Linked DNA regions of Mus musculus: region 2 is linked to region 1. The links are chromatin contacts, called in public HiChIP or PLAC-seq maps. All regions are on one chromosome and are shown on one strand. Each heading gives the region's core, a stretch centred on a gene start, on an enhancer-like site or on the middle of the called end of the contact. The rest is flanking DNA. Distances are from core to core; before and after follow the strand shown. Region 1 has its middle 130 kb from the start of 1700010I02Rik. Region 2 has its middle 120 kb from the start of Gm24614.

Evidence for each region. HiChIP or PLAC-seq counts read pairs in DNA pulled down with a chosen protein or histone mark.
Region 2: a CTCF HiChIP or PLAC-seq map of the NIH/3T3 cell line shows a contact between it and region 1, with 10 read pairs. The contact joins two enhancer-like sites. A contact is called at or near these places in 1 of 15 datasets of contacts at CTCF or cohesin (the NIH/3T3 cell line) and 1 of 115 datasets of contacts at active chromatin or transcription factors (embryonic fibroblasts).

What each region holds. Positions count from the first base shown.
Region 1 is chr3:8,082,748-8,086,709 of GRCm38.p6, forward strand. No RefSeq gene overlaps it. Among named protein-coding and RNA genes, the nearest start is that of 1700010I02Rik, 130 kb to the left of the region's middle. Within about 2 kb of position 1,639, at least 10 of the 459 cell types and tissues checked have an H3K27ac peak or open chromatin away from gene starts, as enhancers often do. A contact at or near this core is called in the NIH/3T3 cell line and embryonic fibroblasts, where this site is marked.
Region 2 is chr3:8,305,011-8,308,972 of GRCm38.p6, forward strand. No RefSeq gene overlaps it. Among named protein-coding and RNA genes, the nearest start is that of Gm24614, 120 kb to the right of the region's middle. Within about 2 kb of position 2,106, at least 20 of the 459 cell types and tissues checked have an H3K27ac peak or open chromatin away from gene starts, as enhancers often do. A contact at or near this core is called in the NIH/3T3 cell line and embryonic fibroblasts, where this site is marked.

The sequences.
Region 1 (3,962 bases), core at 389-2,888:
TTTTGTTTTCAGGTACTCTGTGAGTGCAGGATACCCAGTGTCGAAGAGTTCAGGAATGTCCTGTCTGTGGAGATTTACAAGCAATATGAGCTAACGGTGTTATACAGAAAAAAAAAAATCAGATTGTAAATGGAACATTTTAAAACCATGATATACCACAGATAACTAGAGCCTCATTGCTATTGATTAAATGATAAGTTTGAGTATTTTTAATGCAGACAATAAGCATTTATTCTATCATATGAATTTAAGTTTCATCAGTTTTTAGAAAGGGGCTTATTTTTCTAAATCATAATTGCACCATTTCCCGTTGATTTTAATCTCTTTAAACCCTTCCATATACCCTTATCCTTGCTTTCTATCAAAGTCACAGCCCGCTTTGATTTTGTTGTTATACACACACACACACACACACACACACACACACACACTCCTGAAAATGTAAGTACAACCTGTTTAGTCCCTATAATGTTCTGTGCATGTAGGTTTTCAGGGCTGACCAATTGACGTTGTATAATCAAATCCTGTTTCTTCCCTAGAAGTAACTATACTTACTCTAACTCTCAAAATTCCTTGGTTGTCTATCATTCTTTTCTAGGCTGGAGATCTTGTGAGTGTTCCTCCTTTGACATTAGCAACTCTATTGTTTGCCTCCTTGTTTAGGCAGCCATTGTGGTGAGACTTCAGGATACAGATTCTGACATTTCTAGAAGACACAATCTCACAAGGTCAAATCTTACTGTTTAAAAAGTATCATAGTCTCTGTTTCTCAGGCTTTTATAGTCTCCATTCATTCTTCAGCAGTGATCCATACGCCTTAGATGGAGAAGTTGTGTTGAAGTTACATCAGTTGGGAAAGAGTACCACAACTTTGCATTTTTGATACTTGTGGCTTTCTTGTTCCTAATTCCAAACTTTCAGATATGACTACATATTCTCAAGTAACTTCAGAAGCCAGAAAATTAAAAGGTACCATGGTAGGGAGGAGAGATAAACATGGAGGGGCAGGAATAGAAGTGAACAACTTATCTGATGAGGGAAATAGGAACATTAAGCATTCTTTAATTAAAGAGGGAAAGGGACTATTATACAAAAGGATCGAGTTAGATAAAATAACCAAATGACTGTGTGAAAAGTCATAAGGAATTATACTATTAACTACCTAAAAATACCAATGATGTAAAACAGTGTGTAAATATACACACATAATTTAAATGAAAATTTCACATTGGGGATAATAATACTACCACCAAAAGCCATTGACAATCTAGCAAAGTAACCAACACCAGGCATAAAAATCCTGCTGTTGAGTTGTTGAGTCTCCGAGAGACTCTCAAAACATGATAGGTTGTTTCTATTGCTCCAGGTTGCCTCAAGACTTGGAAAGTTAATTCCTATGCTGAAGATGCCACACACTTTATACAAAGGGCTCAAAGACCCACAGGTGAACGTGACTTGAATACTTTCATCCTTGTACCAGAAAGAGATATGAATGCTTCCTCCAAAGAAGGGAAGCAAACAATATTCTACCTAACTATGATGCCAGTGACATACTTCAACAACCGGAATAATGCAGTGGCCTCAGGGTGCAATAGTATGATGAATACTTTGGTGGTAACCAACGGCTTTTTCTAATTATACCAGACTTATTAAGAGAAAAAGCATGTGGTATACTGGAAACCTAGCCAACTCTGCAGGCTAGTAACCTTATGGAGGAGATCTTAGAAGCCTTACCACACTAAACCAGAATAATCCCTAACTTCATCTACATATTTGGCCTTTGCATTGGCTTCCTTTAAACATACACAAATCTTTCCTATTCAGGTAACCAAAATCTTCCTTTAGATACATTTTTATCACAACCTACTTTTTCAAACCAATCTAAGAATTAACCTTTTTGTTTTTCTTCCTTCTCATTTTTTTTCCAACCAGAATAATTGTATTCACCATGGCAACGAAATCATCCTCATTGATGTGATCTTCCTGTACAGTGTTTCAGCTTTTTTGTTTTTGTTCTGGTTTGTTTTCTCTTTAAGACTCTCAGAGAAATGTGTAAGAAGCACAGTGTCCTGGTAGCTTTGCCCTCGCTGCACTCATCACATACCTTCTTCCTTTAACTTTGTTAGCTTCCAAGATTTATCAGTCTTCTCACATCACTGATAGGGGTGAGTCAAACCACCAGCATGAGCCTTGCCTTTTCTCACTGCATATTTTTGCTGATGATCTAATCCATTCTCAGCTTTACATGTGGTTACTCACGAAGTAGAAATTTAGCCCAATCCCATCAGCAGTGGAGGAATGTTCTTCTTTCTCCACATCCTTGCCAGCATCTGCTGTCACCTGAATTTTTGATCTTACCCATTCTGACTGGTGTGAGGTGGAATCTCAGAGTTGTTTTGATTTGCATTTCCCTGATGATTAAGGATGCTGAACATTTTTTCAGTTGTTTCTCAGCCATTTGGTATTCCTCAGTTGAGAATTCTGTGTTTAGCTCTGAATCCCATTTTTTAATGAGGTTATTTGAATTTCTAGAGTCCAGCTTCTTGAGTTATTTGTATATATTGAATATTAGTCCCCTATCAGATTTAGGATTGGTAAAGATCCTTTCCCAATCTATTGGTGGCCTTTTTGTCTTATTGACAGTGTCTTTTGCCTTGCAGAAACTTTGCAATGTTATGAGGTCCCATTTGTCAATTTGTAATCTTACAGTGCAAGCCATTGCTGTTCTGATTAGGAATTTTTTTCCCTGTATCCATATCTTCGAGGCTTTTCTAACCTTCTCCTCTATTAATTTCAGTGTCTCTGGTCTTATGTGGAGGTCTTTGATCCACTTAGACTTGAGCTTTGTACAAGGAGATAAGAATGGATCCATTCGAATTCTTCTACATGATAACCACCAGTTGTGCCAGCACCATTTGTTGAAAATGCTGTCTTTTTTCCACTGGATGGTTTTAGCTCCGTTGTCAAAGATCAAGTGACCATAGCTGTGTGGATTCATTTCTGGGTCTTCACTTCTATTCCATTGATCTACCAGTCAGTCACTGTGCCAGTACCATGCAGTTTTTATCACAATTGCTCTGTAGTACAGATTAATGTCAGGAATGGTGATTCCACCAGAGGTTCTTTTATTGTTGAGAAGAGTTTTTGCTATCCTAGGTTTTTTATTTTTTCCAGATGAATTTGCAAATTGCCCTTTCTATCTCAGTGAAGAATTGAGTTGGAATTTTGATGGGGATATCATTGAATCTATAGATTGCTTTCGGTAGGATAGCCATTTTTACTATATTAATCCTGCCGATCCATGAGCATGGGAGATCTTTCCATCTTCTGAGATCTTCTTCAATTTCTTTCTTTAGAGACTTGAAGTTCTCCAGAAGTCAGTCTGGAGGTTCCTCAGAAAATTGGACATAATACTACCAGAAGATCCAGCAATACCTCTCCTGGGCATATACCCAGAAGTTCCAACTGGTAATAAGAACACATGCTCCACTATGTTCATAGAAGCCTTATTTATAATAGCCAGAAGCTGGAAAAAACCTAGATGTCCCTCAACAGAAGAATGGATACAGAAAATGTGGTACATTTACACAAGGGAGTACTACTCAGCAATTAAAACCAATGGATTTATTAAATTCTTGGACAAATGGATATATCTGGAGGACATCATCCTTAGTGAGGCAACTCAATCACAAAAGAAGTCATTAGATATGCACTCACTGATAAGTGGATATTAGCCCAGAAACATAGAACACCCAAGATACAATTTGCAAAACACAAGAAAATCAAGAAGAGGGAAGACCAATGGGTGGATACTTCATTCTTCCTTAGAATAGGGAACAAAATACCCATGAAAGGAGTTACAGAGACAAAGTTTGGAGCTAAGACGAAAGGATGGACTATCCAGAGACTACCCCACCTGGAAATCCATCCCATAATCAGCCACCAAACCCAGACACTATTGC
Region 2 (3,962 bases), core at 856-3,355, 220 kb after region 1:
TGTATTTGTCAGGCTCTAGCAGAGGCTCTTGGGAGACAGCCATAACAAGCTCCTGTCAGCAAGCACTTTCTGGCAACCACAATAGTGTCTGGGTTTGGTGTCTGTATGTGGGATAAATCCCCAGGTATGGAAGTCTCTGGATGACTTTTCCTTCAGTTTCTGCTTCACACTTTGGCCCCATGCTTCCTTTAGACTGGAGCCCTCCTGAGTTAGGAATTTGAAGATAAGTGGGTGGCCCCTTCCCCCAACCTGAGGTCTTACCTAACCTCTGACTATGGTCTCTACATATTTTCCCTCCCCTTTGTTGTGCATTTCAGCTAATCTCATCCCTGTTTGGGTCCTGGAACCCTCTTGCTTCCCTGGCATCTAGGACTTGCTAGTGGCTACCCCCAGCTCCCCATTCCCCATTGCTACACACCTCTGTTCAAATTCCTGACCCTCTGTATATCATCCCAGTCTCTTCTAATACCTGACCTGAACCCCCTTTTTCCCCTCCCTCTATTCTCTTCCTTGCAAGTCCCTCCCACCTTCTACCTTCCATGAGTATTTTGTTCCACCTTTATAGAAGGACTGAAGCACCCACACTTTGGTCTTCCTTCTTGAGCTTTATATGGTCTGTGGGTTGTATCAGGTATTCTGAGCTTTTTGAGTTAATATTCTCTAATCAGTGAGTGCATACCATGTGTGTTCTTTTGTCCCTGGGTTACCTCAATCAGGATGATATTTTCTGTTCCTATTCAATCCACCACACTACTTCTCCCTCTCTCAATAATCCTTGGGTACCTATGACTCTTTATCTAGGGATAGGGCCCTGTAAGATTTCTGCTTTTATATGACTGTTTGTGGTGTACTTATTTGTGTCTTTTTTTAGGCAGTGTGTTGCTGAGGTGTCTATCATGAGTGATGCCTCTGTGTAATTTCTTAGAAACAGAATATTGACTAGTCCTCTGGATTTTACAATATTTCTGTCCTATTTTACCTTGTCCCGTGAGCCTTATATTCAGAAACTCTGTTGTACATGTATCAGTTGCCCCATTATTATTTGTTCTCTGCATTCTGACTGGTTATAGCTTTCTGTTATTGTCTCCATCTATAAATAAAACTTTCTTTGTGGATAGACAAAAACTGTACTTACCTGTAGATATAAGGATAAATATTTAGAACACAGCTAGAAATTATTCTGTTTCTGTTTCGATAAAGTGGTGATAGTAGGTTCTGCTCTAAGATCAATGACCTCATCAGCACAATTAAGTGAGCCTTAAGTTCAATAAGAGAGCTCTTAATTTTAGTCCTCTTAGCATATCCCTATTAGATGTTTAGTGATATCCTATCGTATTGTTCATCATTGTGATGCACAGCAGGGTAGGATTATTGTCCCCCTTCCCACTTTGGAAGCTTGCATAACCCCTACTAGTATTACAGATTTTAGTCTTTAGGACTGGATTATTTAGGTCAGATTCAACATGAATCCTCTAGGTCTTATGTCCAGAGTGTTTTAATCAATAGGACATATTTTCAACCCCTAGGAGGCAATCAAGTGTAACAGCAGCAACAGTTCATATTGTTCTGAGAATCTCTTGGACAAAAAGGAGGTTTCTCATAATAGATACTGAGTTGTTGGTGTTGTTGCTATTGCTGTTAGTCTATGTTCTTTAGGGGAGCATTTTCAGCCCAAGTTGGATAACACAATTTAAAGCACATATACGTATATGTGCACACATAGATTTATATCTATTGAGTGTGATTTGGGTAAATAAATAGTAATGTGATTCCTTTTGGCTCTTTTCAGACATCCCTGGTGTTATTTTACTCACCTCTGTCTTCTGTATTGATCTTTCCTCTCCAGTTAAGGCCTCCTAGTTTTACTCAATTTCTCTCTAGCTCACTGATAGTATTCCTTCAGCAGGTATGCTTTTGGCACCATTCAGTGAAAAGGATTTCATGAGACCTAAGTTTTCATAGTTGTCATACAGGAGAGAAGTATAAGTTAGCTTAAAAAAAAAAACTGTATGGTTATGACAAAAATGCTCTCAAACTAGCAGGAGACTGAAGCTGACCCAAGACAAATGCTATTCTCATCCTTAGAAACCTATTGACTGCTCACAAAAGAAGTACTCGATGAGCGAAAGGAATGTGTGCTGAATCAGTGGGTTAGGTGTTTGTTTTACAACATTTCAACTTATTAGGTGTTTTATAGGATGCGATGTCTGTAAAAAGAATCTGTTTCTCCAGCTAGAAAGGAGCAGTGAAAGACAAAGAGAAATGTAATCGTATATCTCACTCAAAAGACTGCAGAATTTTTACTTTGAGATTTTAAATACAGAAAATAACCACTTGAGAAAAGTGTAATCTACATCATGGCTTGAGCAATATTGTTTTCCTTAACTGCTCATCAATTATAGCTCACATCTCTTTATTAAAACTCTGAACCTTGTGGACTGATTCATCTTATAGCTTTCATTCTGAGTCATTGTTTTTGTCTCCGTTCTCACGCCATGATGCTCTGTGTCCTGAGGTGACCCTTACTGCCTATAACACTGAGTCAGGGATGCTTTGCTTCTGGCAAAATAGTTTTGCTTTCTCTTTAATTATTATTCATATTAAGTTGTATATCTTGATCTTTCGTTTCTCTACTCATGTTGAGACCTGCAAGTACATTGTTATTATTGCACATACTCTATAGGTATGACTCATACTGAATGCTGCAGTGTGTATTGCTTAAGGGAAGAAGTAACTACGTTGTGGGAAAGAAAAAAATTTCTGCTTAGACACTGTCTAAACAACCTTTTCACATCATCATATTTATGTTACCTTATTGTACTTTTAAATCCTCATTGCTTCCAGCAACTCTTAATCAATATTTCCACTGCCATTACTACCACTACCACTACCCACTACCACTACCACTACCACTACCACTACCACTACCACCAACACCAGGAGGTTTTGTACAAAAGGATTTTATGGGAAGTCATTCTAGAAAAGAATCTTAGTTGTTCACTGTTTTTAATAATAGTGCTGTACCACCTAATCAATTGATTAGTCAGGAGCTTTTTAATACTTTGAAACTCTCATTTCACTTAATCCACACAATTTCAGGAAATAATAATTGTATAGCATCCTTTACAAAAAGAAAATCTAGAGAAGAAGCAGGTTAAATAGATTTTCTAAACAAGTCAAACTTCATACTTTGATCAGTTGATTCCAAAGACTAGTCTCTTAGGTGATCACATGTGCTTACTTGCAGAGGTTGACTGCAAAACTTGCACACTGTTGTAAAACACACACACACACACACACACACACACACACACACACACACACACACACACACACGTACACATATGCTGCAGACCCTCTGGGCCCCTTTGCGTGGAACGGGTCTCTGGGGCAGGTGGGCAAAGCATCAGATGGAATGACAGACAGATGCACACAGGAGAGGTTGTGTAGAATCTGAATGTAATTTGTCAAATCAAGCATCAAACTTTTTATACAGAGGAAAATAAGGAAGTTGGGTGACACACCTGCAAGGTACAAAGAGGTTACTGGATTTTACATAAAACAGAGGAATGCAAACACAGATGGTCTAACAGGAACCACCTGGGATAGAATTCACTGTTAACAACTGGGATCAATAAGAGCTTCACCTAAGATTCACTTAATCTTAGAAGCCAGGGTCAAGGGCTTTGTGCCCTTGCCATAGTTCCTATTTTAGTCTATTGTATAGTCCACCTTTCCCCTAGACCATTGTAAATACGTGTGTATGGGTGTAACTCAGCTATCTATAGTTCTAAGTATCTATTCTGTTTTCTCTTTAGGTCTCAAACTTCCTTCTTCCTAGATGATGGTAATTTCCTGTGTATGGCAGTAACTTAGCTTTTATTCAAAGTGATAGTGTAATACCAGAGGCAATTCTGAATGTCACTGAATAGGCAACATTCTTCTTAAATTCCAAGCCCATG